Regions from separate parts of the Mus musculus genome. Here region 1 is linked to region 2. The links are chromatin contacts, called in public promoter capture Hi-C maps. All regions are on one chromosome and are shown on one strand. The core of a region is the stretch at or near the end of the contact, and the rest is flanking DNA. Distances in the headings are between cores, read along the strand shown.

What was found. Promoter capture Hi-C pulls out the DNA fragments that hold promoters and counts their contacts.
Region 1: a promoter capture Hi-C map of 3T3-L1-derived adipocytes shows a contact between it and region 2, with 3 times the contacts expected there. The contact joins the promoter of Utp23 here to the enhancer-like site in region 2. A contact is called at or near these places in 5 of 39 promoter capture datasets (the 3T3-L1 cell line, 3T3-L1-derived adipocytes, frontonasal cranial neural crest and 2 more) and 3 of 115 datasets of contacts at active chromatin or transcription factors (astrocytes, craniofacial prominence and embryonic limb bud).

Annotation. Positions count from the first base shown.
Region 1 is chr15:51,875,841-51,880,159 of GRCm38.p6, reverse strand. Utp23 (UTP23 small subunit processome component) reads right to left here and starts at 2,719. Exons shown (of 3, transcript NM_030132.5): 1 at 2,450-2,719. The coding sequence starts at 2,637.
Region 2 is chr15:51,263,216-51,267,592 of GRCm38.p6, reverse strand. Gm19303 (predicted gene, 19303) reads left to right here. Exons shown (of 6, transcript NR_045092.1): 3 at 2,044-2,137; 4 at 2,328-2,640. Among named protein-coding and RNA genes, the nearest start is that of Gm19303, 130 kb to the left of the region's middle. Within about 2 kb of position 2,547, at least 6 of the 459 cell types and tissues checked have an H3K27ac peak or open chromatin away from gene starts, as enhancers often do. A contact at or near this core is called in 3T3-L1-derived adipocytes, where this site is marked.

The sequences.
Region 1 (4,319 bases), core at 1,470-3,969, 610 kb before region 2:
ACCTCCTCCTGTCTTGATGAGGGTTTGTGTCTAGTCTAATTTCATCTAGGCCCTGTTCCGTTGATATCCCTGGGAGGCCTGCCCTTTTCTGAAGAGAAAGAGAGGAACAGTGGATTTTGTGGGATGAGGGAATAAGGGAACTGTAGTTGGGATGTATTGTATTGAGAGAAGAATTATTTTTTTTTAAAGTTTTTTCATGACAAACAGCAAAGAATGACAAACAGATGTGTGAGGAGGTGGGGAAGAGACGGGGACAACAAGAATGGGCTTTCTGGGACCAGCAAATGCTGGGTATCAGGGTCTTCAATCTTGTGTTGGTTGACAAATTCCCAAAGTAGCTGGGTGGTGGTTGTGCACACCTTTAATCTCAGCACCTGGGAGGCAGAGGCAGAGAGAGGGGCAGAGGGGCAGAGGGGCAGAAGCAGAAAGAAGCAGAGGCAGGTGATCTCTGAGTTTGAGGCCAGCCTGGTCTATAGAGCATGTTTCAGAACAGCCAGGGCTACACAGAGAAATCTTGTATAAAACAAACAAACAAAAAACCAAAACAACAACAACAAAAAACCAACCAACTAAACAAACAAAATCCCAAACCACAAAAAAAACAAAAATTCCCAAAGTTAAGTGGTTGTTGTCCTTTCTCTTCTTCCTCCTTGAGAATGGCTCTTGCCAGGCCTTCTTCAAACTCATGGTACTCCTCCTGACTCAGCCTTGCAGAGTATTTGTATCACAGGTGTAACCTCCCTTGAGTGACTCCGTAGTTGAAGTCCTTGGGGAACTATGACATGTACATGTAGTACTTCCCGCCTGGTTGTATCACAGCACGGGACTGTTAGTATTGGTATGGCACGTGGGAGGAAACAAACTACTTACATTCAGAAGCAGCTAATCCAGGGACAGAGGCTGTTAAAAGCTGTACAGGCAGCTCCTAAGGCTAAAGGGATCATATTTAAAAGTTTGTGTGTGTTGGGCTGGGTGATGGTGGTGCCACACACCTTTAATCCCAGATTTCAGAAGGCAGAGGCAGGAGAATCTCTGAGTTCAAGGCCATCCTGATATACAAAGTGAGTTCCAGGGCAGCCAGGGATACACAGGGAAACCCTGTTTTGAAACCATCACCTAGACTCCAAAAAAAAAAAAAATTTTTTTTATGTATATGTGGGTGGTTAGCTGTAGAGGCCAGAAGAGGGTGTTGGAGCCCCTGGAGCTGGAGTTACAAGCAGTTGTGAGACCCCTGACAGTGATGCTAGGAACCATCTCAGGTCCTCTGGAAGGGCAGGAAGCATGCTTAACAACTGAGCCATCTTTCCAGCCTGAGATTAAAACTTTGAGGTTATCTGCAACTCGGAAAGAGCATTACTTAAGAAATTCTAAATGTGGAAGGCTGTTTACTGCAAAGTAGAACATGAACAGCACACGTCACGGCTTGACTCGGACAAATGTATAAAGAACACCTTAACTGGCTATTTGTAAGCTGTAGTTGAACTCAATTTATTTACTTAAATAAATATTCCACAAAAACTACTAAAATTCTTATTCATGGTCTAGCTTCAGTTTACCTTTTCCCTATTTTCATGTCCCATAATATTAGATATAATATATATCTTCAAGTCCCAAAATTAAATATGGTTCAGGCATCAACCAATTCTATTTGTTCAAAAGTTCTCTAAAACAATAACATTACTATTTCTATCATTGAAAACAGACATTTCCTCCTCAGTTCTAAACAAGCCTCAGAGGGGGTCGAACATCGATTCTATGAGACCTTTTAAAATAACCCCCACCCGCACCCCCCACGCCCACCCCTCTCACACACTCCTGCTCCCGGGTGTGCTACCCTAGGTGTGCTCTCTTACATGAAGTGAGGAGGCACAGATGTGGAGTGAAAAACAGCCATCAGGAGTTGACTTTACAGCCCATGAAGGCTAAGGCTAGGCCTTCGTCTTGCCCACTAAGGTGTCCTCAGGGTCTGGAGCAGTGATTGCCATTTGGTTGGTACTTTAAAAATGGCCTTGGGTAAAGTTTTTAATATCTCCAGCCTTGACTTCTTTTCCTAGGAATTGAAGATAAAACCTCACTGGCAGTTGGAAGGCTTGAAAACCTTTGGGTTATAAGTAACAACCGCCACAGAATGGGTGTTAGCTTTTGGATGTTGAGAAATGTCCAATGTAAATGATACCTCACGTGACTTTATATCAACTTTGAAGAAGTTATGCTCTCTACAGCTACACCATTTCTTGCCTGAGACCACACAGCTGGTTTTAATTGGAACCAGAAGTCCAAGTCAGGTCCACATGTTACCTGTTCTGATTTTTCTCAGAAATAACTGAATATTCACAAGGCACAGTACCATCTGCCTGACTTTTCGGTCAGTCGCGGCCCAAGGTAACCGACTTGGTTGGCACCGTGGAGAACTCTGGGCCACACCCGCGACCCCGCCCCGCAGACCCACCTCGTGGTGCACAGCTGGGTCTCTCCCATAAGGTAGCGGGGCAGCTGGTCCCGCAGCTGGATGCGACCCCGCAGCGCCGCCTGGCAGAAAGTGCCATCCAGAAGGATCTGGTAGGGCTCGCGGACTCCGAAATTGTTGCGGAAAAAGCCGAGATGCTTCTTGGCGTGTTTCTGCCTGGTGATCTTCATGCCTGTTTAAGCCACCGGACTCACCGGCACCAGCCTCACTTCCGCACTCCTAGAAATTTGTATTTCCCGGAACGAAGCCCCTTCGACCCGGAAGTACACTCCCTTATTTCCACAGCCCGCCTCTCGGATTCTGTAGTTCGCAAAGGAACGACCACTCCCACTTCCTAGCGCGAGCTTTAGGGGGCGGAGCTTTCTGTGCAGAGGAGCCTCGGAGTGCGCAAATTGGCGCAGGTTGGCACATGCACACTCGCGAGCTGGACTAATAGTCCTTGCTTTGTGTAGCTCTTTGCCTGACACTTAGGAAGTCTCTAAAAGACTAGTAATATGAAAATAACTAATTATGGTACCATTGACCCAGGCACTTTGTAACTTGCCATTCACTATGTATCATTCCCAAGAATGTTTTTAGTTTCCAAGTGAAGAAAATGAGCCAAGGTTGGACGACCTTAACTTGGGAGGTTTTGCTGGTCTTCAAGGAAGCAAAGGGCACGTGGTTCCTAAGCGTCTGGAGCTCACACTGACTCCTTGATGTTCACGGGTATTTTACAACACCTTACGAATGAACTGATTCTATGGTAAAAAGGTGTTACCCAAATTGACAGCACAGTCTCTAACTCATCCTGGAGAACCCAATTGACATAAATTTGCTGGTTGTGGTGGCGTACACATCTTTAATCCCAGGAGGCAGAGGCAAGAAGGTTTCTGAGTTCCAGGACAGCCTGATCTTCATAGTGAGTTCCAAAGCAGCCAGAGTTACACATTGAGATCTTCTCTTGGAAAACAAATAAACTAAACAGCCAAATTAATATTTAAAAAAAGGATTTCCATAGTGTGGCCAAACGGAGGTGCCAGTCATTATGACAGTCAATCTCTGAGGTCCTGAAGTGAAATTAAAGTGTACATAGGTAGCCAGGGACATGAATATCTAACTCATTGGTTCTCAACCTGCCTAATATAGCCCTTTAATATATTTCCTCAAGTGTGGTGTGTGTCAATCATAAAATCAATTTCATTGCTACTTCATAACTGTAACATTGTTGCTGCTATGATTCATAATGCCAATATCTGCGTTTTCTGATGGTATTAGGAGACCCTGTGAAAGAGTCTTTTGAACCTCAAGGGCTCAGGACCCACAGGTTGAGAAATGCTGAATTCTAACCAACCTTGGTTAATATGTGGCACTGTCCATCATTTTTTAAGACTTTGGTCCTACCCTGGAAGGTGTTCTAAGAAGGCATTAAGACTGGGAAATCTCTTTCCCAGAAGACAAATTAAATTCCCTCTTGGTGTCAGGCTCTGCGTCTTTTCCTTCTTCCAGCATGAAATTGCCATTTCTTAGGGTCAGTTGTTTCAATTTGAGGGACACGAAAGAATATCTTCAAGTTCTGCTGGGCCAGTTACAGAGCCATTATTTGTATCTTCTCATCCCAAAGCCAAGCCTGAGTGCCTCAGTGTTTTAGGAGAATTTCCAAGAGTTTCATTTCCCGAAAGTTTGTTGAGTTGGAGGCCTGATCTCAATTTCATAGACGTTTTTCTGTCCGGAGTTTCTAACATAGGAAAAATACATACTGGGTTAAAATTGAAAGACACACACACACACACACACACACACACACACACACCCCTAATTTAAATACTTTCGAAGTTACTTAACCAATTTAGTTAAATGAAGACAATGAATA
Region 2 (4,377 bases), core at 1,298-3,797:
CTTTTTGAGAAAGGGTGAGAATGGGTTGCATATTGAAAATTACTAGAAACAAACTGAATTATATGGACATGCATACAAATCATACACACATATATATACATACAAACAAGTCACCAAATTAAAAGAACCCCATAGTTCTCCTAATAGTGTTATATTGGAGTGAATGGTCATTATGACCCCTTATGATATTTTTATTTTTTACAAAAAACAACAACAATAACAACAAACCCATAGCCTTCAATCACATCATAGAAACTTATACCAATAAACCAGACACTGGAAAACAGACACATAAGAAACAGTGGAATCTAGCACTGCTTATAGTTTCAAGAATGAGTTCCTAATCCATAATTCTAGTGTGACATCATCCATTTGGGTTTGGTCTTACTTTAGCCCATGATTTTGGTTTTTCTTTTCTTGTTCATTTGTATGTCTGTCTTTGATTTTAACTCAATGAAACAAAAGAACACCCAGTAGCATATATCAAAAACTGAAAAGCATAGTATTAACTTTTATCAATACATCAACTAGAAATGGTATTATTCTTTAAAAATTTTGGTAGCTTGTAAATACGAGAAAGATCAAGAGCAACAATTTTAAAAATGTGAGGACATTTTCTATAGCAAAAAACAACAAAACAAAACAAAACAAAAAACAAAACCACAAAGCTTAAGGGATTTTAAGTTTGAACAGAACTTGTCAGTATTGGTGCTTTCAAACCTCTATGGCCCCTTGAAGTTCCAATGGATCTGGCAGAAAAATACCATCATCAGGACTACCCTGCTCCTGTTATGTTACATCCTCTTTTATTATGTTTTTTGTTTTTGTGTTTTGCACTCACAGTCTATATTAAGCTGTGTAAGGAAGCGCTGGGCAGGAAGGGAGGCTACAGGACAAAATACAGTGACATATAGATGGTTTGTATCTTAACTTTTCTTTTTGCCATTCATTTTTGGCTATGTAAATATATGGAGATCATGTAATTAAAAATAGCTACCATTTGTCAAATGCTTACTCAACTCCAGCATGAGATTAGGTTTAGAGGGTAGGTTTGTGGAGTCACACTGCCCTTGTGAGGATGAGGAAGCACTCAGGGGCACACGGTAATTCTTCCTTCAAAAGTGGTCCATTTGCATGCTGGAGATTATCCAGTTCTCTGAGCTCTCTCTCTCTCTCTCTCTCTCTCTCTCTCTCTCTCTCTCTCTCTCTCTCTCTCTCTCTCCCTCTCTCTCTCTGAGTGTGTGTGTGTGTGTGTGTGTGTGTGTGTGTGTGTGTGTGTGTGTGATTTCTTTACTGAGGATTGATGCTTTCTGCATACTAGCAAGTATGTTTCCACTTGAACTATATCTACAGACTTTTATTTATTGCCCATTTCGGATCAGGGTCTTGCTAAATTGCCCAGGGAGCCTTGGACTTTGAACTTGGACCTCTGTCTGCTTCTGTGTCCTCAATTCCTGGGATTATAGTCATAATTATTAAGCCTGGGTTGGTTTCCTCTTCAGAGTTCTTTTTGCTTGTGTATCACACTGTTTCCAAACTGTACCTTCTTTTTCAGAAGTCTCATGCTTTGTCTTCCTTGGTATTACCATGAATGTCTACTGGCAATCAGACATAATATATATTGGATAAAATACTGATAATGTACTAATGTGTTTGATTTGTTTTAAAAGAAGGAGGAGTGGTAGAAACCTCTGTTCATAATATTATACTCTAATTTAGACCACACAGAAGCTTTCTTTCTCTTTTTACTTCATATTTTTCAAATTTAGTATTTTGATTTCAGTATGTAAGATACATTGTTCATAAACACCAATTTATTTCTCATTGTTTTAACACTCAACAGGTTTCATAGCACAGAAATCATAATTACTCAACAAATGAATGATTAAATTCTTCTCAAAATAGTTTGTGCTTAATGTAGAACCAAATGGAAAAGAATTAGGAGAGAATTCAATGAAAATGTCTTCCCTTAAGGGCAGTGACTGATGAAGTTGAGTTGAAGATTAAATAATGATTTTGTTCTCTTTACTAATTTTTATTAAGATGGACATTCTTGGTCTCTTCAAGGCGAAAAGTCTGTGATTTCTCCAAGTACAAGGGAAAAGACTGTCATCATCAAATGAAGTTGTCAGTTGGGGTAATTATTACTCTGAAGTCAAACTACAAATATTTGCTAATCTTAGGATAGTAACCTGCCTCATTGGGTATATACTATTCCAGTTTTTCCTGTGTGTATGGTAGTTTCTCATGTCTGTAAATTTATACTTTGACTTTTAGATTTATATCAGAATTAATTTAGATTCTTCATTTTTATAAATGTCTTATAGGTTGAACATGTTACCAGAACAGCAACAGTAATAAAACCTTCACTTTCCAAGGACGTGTATAGAAATCTGCAGTGCTTCAGAGAAGATGGAGGCATGCATAAGATTCTGTTTTGTGCTGCAGCTTCCAGAAGAATATTAGCATAAGACTCAACTCCAGCTTTGTCTCACTATAACCCCAAGGTTCCAGGGAGCTGTCCAAGTCTGTTGAAACCCACTTTTTACAATGCATTTTTCTCTATTTTCTTTGTGTTTGCCAAAATGAACAAAACTGATTTTTGTCAGCTGTCAAGTGGAGCAAGATGTCAGACGGGAGGTGGGGGAAGCTTTTCCATACATTCAATTCTTGTAACAAAAACAAACGATTAGACCATTGGTTGTCTGCTCCAGGAGAGGTTTATATTTCCAAAATTGCATCGCACACTCCTAACGAAGCAGATTGGAAGCAGTGCTAAAGTCAACAGGAAGGCTGGCAGTTTTGCTTGATTCGGATGGAGCCAATAAGCTTTTGGCACCTTGAGAACAGCAGCCTGAAAATCCTAAGTCCTTAAGCATGGCCTTCCTCTTAGGTGGTATCAAGTGATTGTAACAGGCTTTCTTGGCATTTCCTGCTGAATTGTGGGATGGGCTGTTGTTATATTCCTAGGTTATGTTTGAGAGTGAGTAGGCAGCACAGATGTAAGTTTTGTCAATCACTATACCTATTGCTCCTTCTCCTAATGCCTTTTAGTTCAGATCTGCTAAGTGATTCAGACTATTTAGTCACATGACAGAGTCTCCTTTAAGTTAAAAAACCTACCACTTAGGAAAAATACAGCAGATCACAGAGTGGCTTATAACCATCTTAGCCTGTAAATTCAAACCAATATTTTTTTTTATCAGAATTAGATCAGCCTGCCAACTCAACTTTCCCTTAGCAAATGTTATTTCTATGACACCCTAAGTGTTTTTATTTCCACTGAAATTGACTCAGACTGTATAAAGCTACAGTGCATCTGCACACTTTTGAATATGAAGAGCATTTTCCCCTCTTTTGAGGGGACATTTATTTCACTGGTGTTTCAACTATACCACATACAATCATAACATCACAGCCCAGAGGGGTCTTCTTCCTCCACCATGCTAACATGCTGCAGGGCTCACATAGACTAGACTAAGGAAACGATTATCTGGGAAGCAAAAGCAATCTAATCTACTGTTTTTTCACTGACGTTTATTTCTAACAGTTCATAATCTTTATGAGCTCCTAAGATCCCAACTAGTCATAGTTGTTGACTGTAAAGCAGAAAGGTTTTAAATGGTAGGAAGGCAGCACTTGATTCAGGGGCTTGTGTTATACAAATACTGCAACTTCAGGTTGGTCTGCATGTAGGTGTGTATTTTGGGCATTAAGAAGCAGGTCTTCCATCTACGCCTTTTTTTTTAATGGATGAAAACAGAGCCCAAGATACTTTTCTCTTCAGTGCAAAAACAGAGCTCTCTATTTTTGAAGCTTCTGGAAGCCCTTTTGGAAATGTAGATCCTTAACCCTCAGCAGTTTGTAATATTCCTCCTAAAAATCTTTTCAGCATGACTGCCTTTCTTAATCATACAAGTCCAAAGAAAACCCAGCTCCCACTTCACCTGCCATGAGTCAATAATCCTGTTTTATGCTCGGGTTCAATTTCTAGTCTATATATGCTATAGAGCCATACAAGTTGGCAAATTATTAAGACAAATCACCTTTGTTGTTAAACACCACTCCCCAAGACCTGTGCATGTCTTATTTCTATAGCAGCTTCTCCACTGCAATACTTCAGCCCTCTCCCTCACCCTACCTCACAACTAACAAGCTCATACTGGCCATGAAGTTCCCTGTTAGATCTTCTTTATCACGGGGTCATTGCTGGTAGAGTTTATTCTTGTGGCTAGAAAAATGACACATTTGACAGATAGCTAATATCAATTATATATTCTGATCATGTGTTCTGCACAGCTGTAATTATGGATATTTAATCACATGGTAAGTATTCCCAGGCATCTCTACTACTCATTAAGATACATCTAAGATGAA